Regions from separate parts of the Aphis gossypii genome. Here region 1 is linked to region 2. The links are chromatin contacts, called in public Hi-C maps. All regions are on one chromosome and are shown on one strand. Each heading gives the region's core, a stretch centred on a gene start, on an enhancer-like site or on the middle of the called end of the contact. The rest is flanking DNA. Distances are from core to core; before and after follow the strand shown.

What was found. A called contact is a pair of places that touch in the nucleus more often than the background predicts.
Region 1: a Hi-C map of whole body shows a contact between it and region 2, with 2.7 times the contacts expected there. The contact joins the promoter of LOC114131691 here to the promoter of LOC114128256 in region 2. A contact is called at or near these places in 2 of 2 Hi-C or Micro-C datasets (both in whole body).

Annotation. Positions count from the first base shown.
Region 1 is chrX:19,205,744-19,211,408 of ASM2018417v2, forward strand. It overlaps LOC114131691, which reads right to left and starts at 3,321. Exons shown (of 8, transcript XM_050208014.1): 1 at 3,174-3,321; 2 at 2,906-3,106; 3 at 2,573-2,714; 4 at 2,409-2,514; 5 at 2,130-2,351; 6 at 1,139-1,647; 7 at 394-711; 8 at 1-123. The coding sequence starts at 3,198.
Region 2 is chrX:19,076,084-19,081,401 of ASM2018417v2, forward strand. It overlaps LOC114128256 (GDP-fucose transporter 1), which reads right to left and starts at 3,896. Exons shown (of 6, transcript XM_027992732.2): 1 at 3,358-3,896; 2 at 3,036-3,240; 3 at 2,105-2,243; 4 at 1,630-1,716; 5 at 123-409. The coding sequence starts at 3,419. LOC114128255 (mitochondrial assembly of ribosomal large subunit protein 1) reads left to right here and starts at 4,036. Exons shown (of 3, transcript XM_027992731.2): 1 at 4,036-4,556. The coding sequence starts at 4,211.

The DNA of each region.
Region 1 (5,665 bases), core at 2,071-4,570, 130 kb after region 2:
CTTAGCGCTGTAGCATTCATTCGAACTCCTTCTCTGTGGGTTTTCTTTACAGATGGCCGTTGAGATGTTTTAACCTCCACTTTATCTTGGTTTATCGAGTTTAATGTAACGATGTCTTTGGAGCTATAACCATCATGGATAATAGTATTAGGTAAAATAGAAAACAATTTTTATTATTTATATTTATTTAATAGTTGACTGTTAAGATTTTAGATATTGTAAATTTCATATGAATGTAAAATATATAGGTATATTTTATTAGATTCATATACGTAAAACAATTTTTTCCAACTGTATCTCTATTTTATGTTTAATTTTAATTGATTATAACTATATAGGTGAGGATACGTATAATTTATTAAATAAAAATGATAAATCGTAATTTTGTCGTACCTCATAACCGTATTATCCTTTGTCCGTTCCACGTCATTTACTATATTTTTCTCTCTGTTATTTATATCTAAAGGTTGCATTAGGTTCAGATCTGAATCAAAATTCTCGGCTACCAACTCCATTTCTTCACGTTGATCTTCCGTATCATGTGATTTTATAGATATTATATCTTTGTTTTTAATATGCATTTCTCTTCTTAAAGCCGTAGTATTCATTCGAACTCCTTCTCTGTGGTTTTTCTGTACTTCTGGTCGTTGAGAAGGTTTTAACTCTGCTTTATTGTAATTTGTTAAATCGAACATAAGATCGTCGATAGAACTATATGAGTTGACAATAATAATAATATCAGGTAAAATAGAAAACATTTATTATTTTAGTTTATAATATTATAATATACGGGCTGAGCGCCTGAGCCCTTGTATACATTACGCATGTAATTATAACAATTATATATATTATGGTTTATCTTGTTTATAAAATAAATTAATAAATATGAAGTTATTAAGAATAAAGATATAAAATAAATACAAAAATTAAGAAATTATTATTATTACTATTTTTTTTTTTAATAGATTATTTTGTAGTTGTCTGTTAAGAACCAATTTTAGATTATGTAAAAACCCTAACCAATTATAATATCTCTATTTTAATTGAATAGGTACGTTTTTAGTAATTTAATATAAATTTAGAGACGGATAAATCTTACTATAAATATAATAATGATAAATCGCAATCGCTTACGAACCTCATTACTATATTCTTTGTCAGTTCTGGATCATTTAGTATGTTTTTCTCTTTGTTATTTGAACATAAAGGTTTGGTGATGTTCAAAATGTGTTCCATATCTTTACGTTGGTCCTCCAAATCAAGTGATTTTGTAGATTTTATATCTTTTTTAGACCGAATTTCGTTTGTTACTGTTAGATTAGCTGTTGGAACGGTAGTGACTACCGAAATAATCACATCTTCTTTTTTAGCCACATCACTATCGATGTTGCTTTTATTAGACAATAATTGTTCCGGTTCTTTTTGCTTTGTTTGTGCAGATGTACTTGGTTTGTTACTCGGCATATCAATTTTTTCTGGTGCTGCTAATGCAATATTGTCCTTTTCTTCCATCGACTGAATTTTCTTTTGGTCTATTGGATGCTGAGTCACGTGTAGCACTTTGTTCCCCCCTGATAATTTTGCCAATCGACAATTTGACATTATAAACTTATTATCAGGTCCTTTAAGAGATCGCATACGAGATAACTATTAAAAATATACACTGATATAAATAACGTAAACAATACCAGATGCACATTTTTATAAGGAATCCCGTTTTAATTACGTACTATTTTTTTTCTTTTTAAAACAAAAAGGTTGTTATTTGGTATGTTATCATTCCAAAAATTAAATATTTAAAAAACATATTTTTTTTTTAACTATTGTTTTATTTTGACTGGAAATTATATTTTTTATTTTTTTCAAAAACTTAAATAGCATTTTTTTTATAATGAGTATTGTTCGGTAAAAGAATCATCCAATATACATTTATTAATACATATATATATTATATTAGAAGATTCTTTTATTAATATTATTGTTCATATTTATCATTAAAATTTTAACTTAACATAAATGTTACATTATGAATTATTTAATTTTAAAAAAATAAGTATATTCATGACAAGTCTGTCTTCATTGATTTATTATCAAAATAAAAATAAAATTTTGATATGAATTGCACGAACCTGTGCTTCATTGATTGAAATTTCTTTTGAAGAAATCATCCATAATACTAGATTTTCACGAACAACTTCACATGCACTCCAATACATGTGATAATTTTGTAAATCATTATCAAACAAGTTTGATAATGCAAACGAATCTACTTCGATAAATTCTCCTAGTTTATTAATTTTTTTTAAATTTGATGTCAAATTGTCCAACGTGGCATTTTCATAGCGATCCAACTTAAAATGTAATATTGTCAATGATACCAAATGTATTTTACCATAGTATTTTCATACTTTACACATATACGTCAATATCAATTTACCATCTTTAGCGTTAAAGGCTTCGGAAGTATTTGAGTAACTGATATTATAAAACACTAAGTGTATTTCCATTGGAGAACTATTAATATTAATCGCCATAAATAAAATAAAAAGAATATAATTGTATTTTGGGTTACCATTTTCCCATTGTACGATGTTCACTACCATTGTCTTGTTTAGTACCCCAATGAAAATGAAAACTTGAAAACTCGTACGGATACTGTAATATAGAACCATTCAACGAAGGTCTTGGTCCGGAATATTCGGCATCAACATTAACTTTGAATTTAAAGTAAAATCAATAGATATATTATTTGTTATTCTATACAATTAGAGATATTTATGAATTATGAGTTAATTATTTACTATTATACGATTCTATGTTAACTATGTTAATACTAAAATCAACATAAAATTTAATTAAAATTGATTTATTAATAATATCAGTAAAAAATGTTACCAATACATACATGTCGTTCCTATATTTCTAATAGACATTTTTAAGGGTATCGTTTCTGATTCCAACCAAATTAGTGGTGGAAGAATAATTGGCGTTACATTATCCAAATCTATGTCCAGCGGCGAAGAATCGTGTACCCAAGAATCTACAAACTTTGAACCCTTGGGTTCAGTCGTCGTTGAAGTCGATAACGCAGTACATTCAACTTTATCTATATGCAAACAGTTTAAAAATTTACTCTGAAAGTAGCATATTACAGTAGGTAGTGTAATACGCACTAGTATTCTTTTTGCAGGCGACCATTTTAGTTGTTATGTTTAGTACTTATAGAGTTAAATTAACTTATACAATTATTAAAGTTATAATAAATTATCAATATTGTACTTAAGTACCTGTTAACTTATTGTTTAAACTGAATAGAAATGCATAAACAAAAATGTTGTCACGGTGATTTATACTTATTTATTTTCACTTGCTAATTAGCAATTAGGGATCTATTATAATATAATATAATAATTACGAGTATGTTTCATTATTTTTTAATCATATAGAAGGTAACCAAGTATTTTTTGTTACAATATATTTTGTTTTAATTTACAACGAGACATTCGTGTGTATTAGCTACCGACGAGAATTTAAAATAGTAACTTAGTAGGTACCTACTACTATAATATAGGTACTTTAACTTTGATTTTACTTCATTATGCTCAATGTTGCTAAGTATTATACTTACATGAAGTTACACCGTAGTCAATGTTTTCAATTTTTTTGCTTAGAAATTTATTTATTTTTTTTTTTTTTTAATATATAATTAATATTTTTAATTCACATGTAGACTAGTTACCACCATTCACCTCCAATTTTTGTGTTCTTCTTTAGACCACCTTCCACTCTTGCTGCTTCAAAGTTCCAATTACTATAAGGAACATCTTCACCTAGCTTCACGCATAACTGTTACGGTCTAGGAATAATCAATTATAATACATTTTTTTATATTCAATCATTATTAATTAAAATGTTTAATGCATTTAGATTTTAAGTGTTGAAACTTAAACTAAAAATCAATACTAAAATAGGATTAATATTGAAATGTGGGTTGGTATACCGAGTATACTATTATCACATAGTGATCTCTAAAATAAACATACATTGTTATATATATCATTCTATCCTTGGAAAATTTAACATACAGTCATGCAATTTATTACTTTAATCAAATGACAGTTTGTAGGTTACTTATTTTATATTCTACTTTAGATCAGTATTTTTTCTATCTTTATATAATGTATGTTTAATGATTATATTCTCTCCAAATTTAAACATTATTTATTTGAATTTGAATTTTTGTGTATAAATGTATAATTACTATAATCATTAATCTGACTACCTATATATTATATTTTATATTAATAAATGTGTCGCAAGCGAAATGATAGAATAATATAATGGTTAGTGATATTCCAATAACCCAACCACTAGGACATTCATAATTTTAAACTAGGTAGTTTAAGATGATAAAAGCCTATTAAAATAAAAACTAAGTACACTCCTAAAAGTTGGCAACCAAAATGGTTTTTTATTTACACTTGTATGGAGCCATGGAGGTACAACTGACAACTGACGTGTTGACTTTGTTAAGTTTTGGCACAATCAACATTTTTTTGGCCACACTATTTTCGTTATCTGTTCAAAAAATAAGTAAATCAGCAGTTTAGAAAATTTAAGCTTATACTCAATTATTCACTTGATATATACGAAACTATTTCATAGTAACTATTTAGGTATCTAGCCAACATGTAGGTAGGTAGCTTTAATAAGTTTCTAACCTATATTATAGTAATAATAAAGCCTACCTAGTAAAAAATATTTTCATTTATTTGCTTAAATCATATAAATATGGTTTAGGTATCTAACTAAAAAATAACTATTGAGAGACTTATAGGATAAAATTCAGTCTTCTGGCTAACTAGAATTAATACTATACTTACCTATCTAATACCTACCTATGATATACCATTTGGTTATCACATAATAATATTAAGCATATAATGATAAATGTCAACGACTGTACCACGTTGGACATGTTGAATACATCAGTTGTCGTCCGATCACTGATGTTCTTACTATAAGTGTTTTTAATGTTATAGCAAAATATTTTTGGAAAAATACCTTGAATATTGTAACTCAAAGTACCAATATTAGATCCAATTTACTACCAGAAATCCCCACCAAAGTTGAAAATCAACTAATTTTAGAGCCTTAAAAGATGATGACTTAAAAAAAAATACACATCGCTTTGCTCAGAGTTTAAAATTAGCAAGTATGTTAAAGGAAGCGGCTGTCGTGGAAATAAGATTATATTCAATGTGTAGATAGATGTATTAGGTGTGAGTACCTACTCTGTACGACTGTACTCAGATGATTATCAATTTCAAAGTTCTGTATGCTCGTTTACAACTCGTTTAGCCGGACACGGTGCGCACAGCAACGTGTGTCGTAACACACTGATCGTTTTAGGCCCGTAGTTTATGTAGATTAAATATTAATAACCCACCAATTACCCAGGTGATCACGTTATGTCTTACTAAAAAAATACATAAGCTTAATTTTTGAAGCTCATATATTATTGGTTGGACTGGGGTACTCTATATTGCCTTTAATTAGCATATATCTACCAATTGAATGACACTTAATTTATAATTCATGCTCATCTAGCTTGAGATAAATGAATATGAAATCGACACTTAAACTTTTTAATGATTATCTAGTT
Region 2 (5,318 bases), core at 2,646-5,145:
ATTTTCTCTCATACATGTAAACATGAATACTTATATAATTCACAAAGAACATATAAATATTTTTGTTTATTTATTTTAAATATGGTTTTATAGCTTTATCATTAATCATATAATGTACTTACTTGTACTTGGAGTACTGTTACATAACCAATTGAAAGTCCACAAACACCACCAATTATCATTAAGATTAAAAACTTATATTCAGTCAATTTACTATAATTACTCAATTCTTTAGCTTCAAACGCTAAAAGTGGAATGAATAATATGGTAGCATATACATTATTAAAATAAGAAAGTAGCCAGATTTGGTTATTCACAAGAGGCAGAACTTTTTTGATTTGAATAGAGTAATATGCTAAAGAAAATGAACTTATAACTCCAAATAATGTTCCAACCAATGAAAATGAACCTGTAAAATATATAACAAGAATAAATCAATCATAATAAAAGTATTATAATTTCTATTATGTTATTAAATAGAAATAATAGATCACTTTATTTATTTCTTGAATTATTTAAATAATAAAAATTGATTCAATACATTATATTATCTACTTATTAATTGTGTTTAAATGTAAATAATTACGTAAAATACTCCCTACTCCCGCCACAAGCTTTGCTTACAGAGTAGGTATCAACTTAATACAGAATTATGTAAATATTATATAATATGCATGTACTAAATTATGTATTTCATCAACTATTATGATAGCTATGAAAAATATGTTTAAATTAATATACAAATTTTATTTTTAATTTTAAAATGTATTAAATAAGTTGTTCTATTTGTTATATAAATATTATTACTACTATGAGCAGAAAATAAAATTTGTAATTCCAAATGGCACATTAAAAAATATAAAATAACGTGAAAAATAAATAGGCGTACTTAAATTAATATTCTTAAGAAGACGCCAAACCACATGTGTTGTCTCCATCTTACAAGTACATAACATAGCATATTTACGCTCAGGATATCATGTTTAAAAATTAGAGTGAATCAACTTATTATGAAGCTTGAAGGTGTTTGTATGTTAGTTTTTATAATTGTTCAATTTTAACAAGTTATGCGTTCATAATATAGCGTACATTAAATATGCTCATTACTCATTTAAAAACTGAATAATCGTAAAAAACCAACATACGAACATAGATAATGTTCTTATCTTCAAGTTTCACAATAAGTCGATTCACTCTAATTTCAAACTAACTGAGTTAAACATGATCTGCTAAGAGTAATTTTGCTATGTTATGTACTTGTAAAACAAAGATAACACATGCAGATATAGCATCCTCTTAAAAAAAATATATATGTATAAAACACCGTGCGACTGTGTGAGCATATACTAATGTTCCAGGTAGACTACACACGCAATTAGTTGTATTGTATTGCATAGTTATTTATTTATTAAAGTCTGTAAATTATAAAAATTAGACACCATTTGGTTTTGTAAATAATTACTTTTTAGTTTAAATTATTATTATTGGTCTCAAATTATTTATATTTTTAAAACATAATAAAAATCTTACTTTGATTGTATCAATCCTAAATAACATTAAAGAAATATAAATAAATTCAATGATATACCATAATAATTTGCCAATAATTAAAATATTTAATAATAATACCTGAAAGATTTTCTTGATCTACTCCCAAAAAAAATCCACACACTACAGCAAAACAACAAATGAGACAGCTCATTGAAGTAGTTTGACCTAAAAATCAAAAAATTACTTTATAAAATAAAATAATTAATAATTAAAAACAAATTAACACTATTAAAACTATTAAAAAGTTATACCATTTAACTTAGCAATAAACTGATGAATTATACTAGATAATACATGATTAATATTAAATAAAATATCTAGTTCTTTATGATCATATTTAAATTTTATTATTTCAAAATATATGATGTAATATATTGTGGTCCAACCCACATACAATATTTTTTTTTATCTTGAATAGATGAAGATATCACGAATCTGGTAACACCAGATTAATAATATACAAAAAACATTATACACCACACATGGCAACTATAATAAATATGGTACTATATTATGATCCCTACTATACTAAAAAAAAAAAATATATAGTTACCTAATATTAAGTAGGAAAGTATGACGTTGAATACTGTTGTAAGTGATCGACCAACATAATAAAAAGTGACATCAACAAATTTTAGACAATAATTATTTGTAGATATCATTGCAATATATAACATTGATAATGGCAATACCTAAAATATAAAGTAAGACATATATTTGAATATTTAAATATACATAATACAATTTAAATAAATGATAAATTTAAAAAAATTACTTACGTATAATAACACGCAGTATATATAACATTATTTTAAGGTTAACCATACTTAGTATTTAGTTATGATAGAAACAATTAAAAAATATATTGATTTTATACATAAGTGCAAATAAAATCATCTTTTGGTAGATTTGTTTTAAGATGGGATTTATTAAATTCTAATAATAAAAATTAAGTTACCTACAGGTTTAGGGGGATTGAAGTACTTTTGAATCTAAAAATACAAATTAAAATGTATTTCATAGAAGATGGAACATAAAAAAGAAATCGTAGCAGTGCTGTAACTAGACTACTCGAGGCCTGTGTGGCCATATTATAATCTTTTTGAGGCCCTACAATATAGTATGAGGCCTGTGGCCCGTGTGCTGTGTACACTTTGCACACCCAGTTTTTATGGCACTGAATAGTAGAGAGAATTTGTTGTATGAAGGGATGGTAAAGCAGGTTGACGGCTGTTAAAAACTAAGAAAAAGTAAAAATGTAGAACAAGACTATGATATTTTAGGTATAACAATAACACTATATTTATGAAAACCTTTAATTATTATGGATTTAGATCTGCACTAAGTACAACAAGTATGATGTTAAAATATTATTCATAAAAAAAATTACTGGTCCAATCAATACACCATAATATAACAATATGTCATCTAAGTTTAATTTTTTTTTACATTAATACTTCATCAGTATAACTTAAATAACTTACATTTCTAACAGTTACTGCATTAAATGGATTTCCTTCAGGAAACTGAACTACTTGTGGAAATGTCTTAGACAAATTACTTAAAATGAAACAAATTATAGCTGAAACCAAACACTGGAACCACGCAATGAATATAGGAGCATCCACATCTAGATGGTCAATACTCAGTAAAGTCTTATTTACAAATACTGTAAGAATAGATACCACCCTGTAAAATATCAAGCAAACATTCAGACACAATATAGGTAGGATTAGTAGAATAAAGTTAGAAAATATTTAAAAATCAATAAGACTGTAAATGTATTGTAACCGCTAAACCACTTACCAATAAATAACGACAACAAAAAATATTCGGATATATTTCCACGATAAAGTATCGAGCTTCATCTCAAAATATAACGATTTTATTTGACAAATATGTGGATGGTAACTAGTTAGTATACTTGAGGAGGTATGGGGTATTCGTTCCGCGTCGCGTACACTTTTGGTAAACGACACACAACGATTTAAACTGTTTAGTTACATCGTTAGTCGTTACAATTTATTTTTTATTCTTTTCTATTTGCACAAAAAAAACATACGTGTCTGACTGAATACCTAAATCACGGTAATGTACGTATACTAAAATTTAAACATCAAATAACTTAACAAAATACGAAAAGTTACGTCTATCGAAATCGCGGGTTGCGACTGTAATGGGTACACGCGAGACGCTTGTGTTGGTCAAATGTCTGTCCGTGGACACGAAAAATATTATGTTTTTATCGTTATTATTATTCCAACGCACAATTCGTTAATCGATAATAACAGTGATTGAATAACAATCATATACAATAATTATTACTTGAATAAAAACGTCCGGTAGAGATAAGAAACGTTTTATATTCGTGATAAGCATGGTATACCACGAATACATGACGTAAAAAAACAATATTTATCCGTGTACAACCATGGTGGTTTGCCTCCAAAGATAGTATTATCACCGGTTCGGGCAGAGAGCACACCGCGAGTTAAACCGTCTTGATAACGTCGCACAATATTGTAATTGAAAGTACGAAATTCAAGTATTCGACGAGTCCAAATTTCCGAGCGGGCTTCTAAGTTTCATCGTCGAGAGACTTTTCCCAACGGAACGCTGGTGAGGATCTCGTGCGAATGGTGTGAAAAAGTACTCGACGATGTTGTCGTTGAAAATTTGTCGACAATTGTCCAGGAGCCTGATGGCGGTCGGCCGATGTTCAATATTGCAATCGCGTCTGCCGTCGTGTGGGCTCACCGTGATTCGACGGAGTTATGGTGACCACAGCGGCACCGTTGGCGGTGGTCGCGATGGAGGCAAAGGCAACGACGACGAAGACGACGGGTTCATCAAGCCCAGAAACTACAAGGTGTTCAAAGACGATGACTCGTCAGTGATTTTGGATGTGGAAGAAGAACGCGCGCTTCTCGATTCGCAGTTGTCCGCCGACGATATCCGTTCAGATTTTGAAGAAATCGATCAGTTCGCTGGTTTCAATTTATCACGTGAGTAAAATTCCAATGCAATTTCCTAATAAATCCACTCTTGGATGTTACACTTTTAGGGAGCCCTAGTCACGCTGTTGATTATTTTTAAGCTGCTAAATTAATTACTGTCTAATTAAAAGTTTTTTGGCTATTTTACAGTTTTATGCCTGATGAGTTTACCCATAATGTGGGTTAATATTATTAAATTTTAAGTTATTATTTATCTAAATATTTAATTTTTTTAGAATCAAGTTAAGAAAGCTTTTTTAATACATTTGTTCAACTTAAAAAAAAATTGTATTTCTAGTAAATTACAATACTATAATATTATAATAGCTACCTATAATACAAGGCATATCCACAAAGTAATAGTACTGGTTGGCAGTCAGACTGTGTGCATTATTTTTTCAAAAATTGGCAACACTAAGTGGTAGTACAGAGTCTCTTGAATCCAACAAGTACCGCCAATTCTCGTCATTACCAAAACTTGCCTTGTAGTGTTTGTTCTTGTGCAATATGTCAATAAGAAATCCTGCCAAGTGCGAAATGTGCGCTGTCATAAGGTTCCTTTTTGCGGAAGGAAAAACTTTTTTTTGAGTTCCATTGTACTGGTGATGAAACATGGGTGGCTCATTATACCTCTGAGACAAAAAGACAGTGATCTCAGTGGCAGCACACTGGTTCCCCTTCTGCCATAAAGTTCAAAACCTCAATTTCGGCCAAAAAAATCATAGGGTCTATGTTTTGGAAAAAAAAAGGGATAATTTTGATTGATTTTTT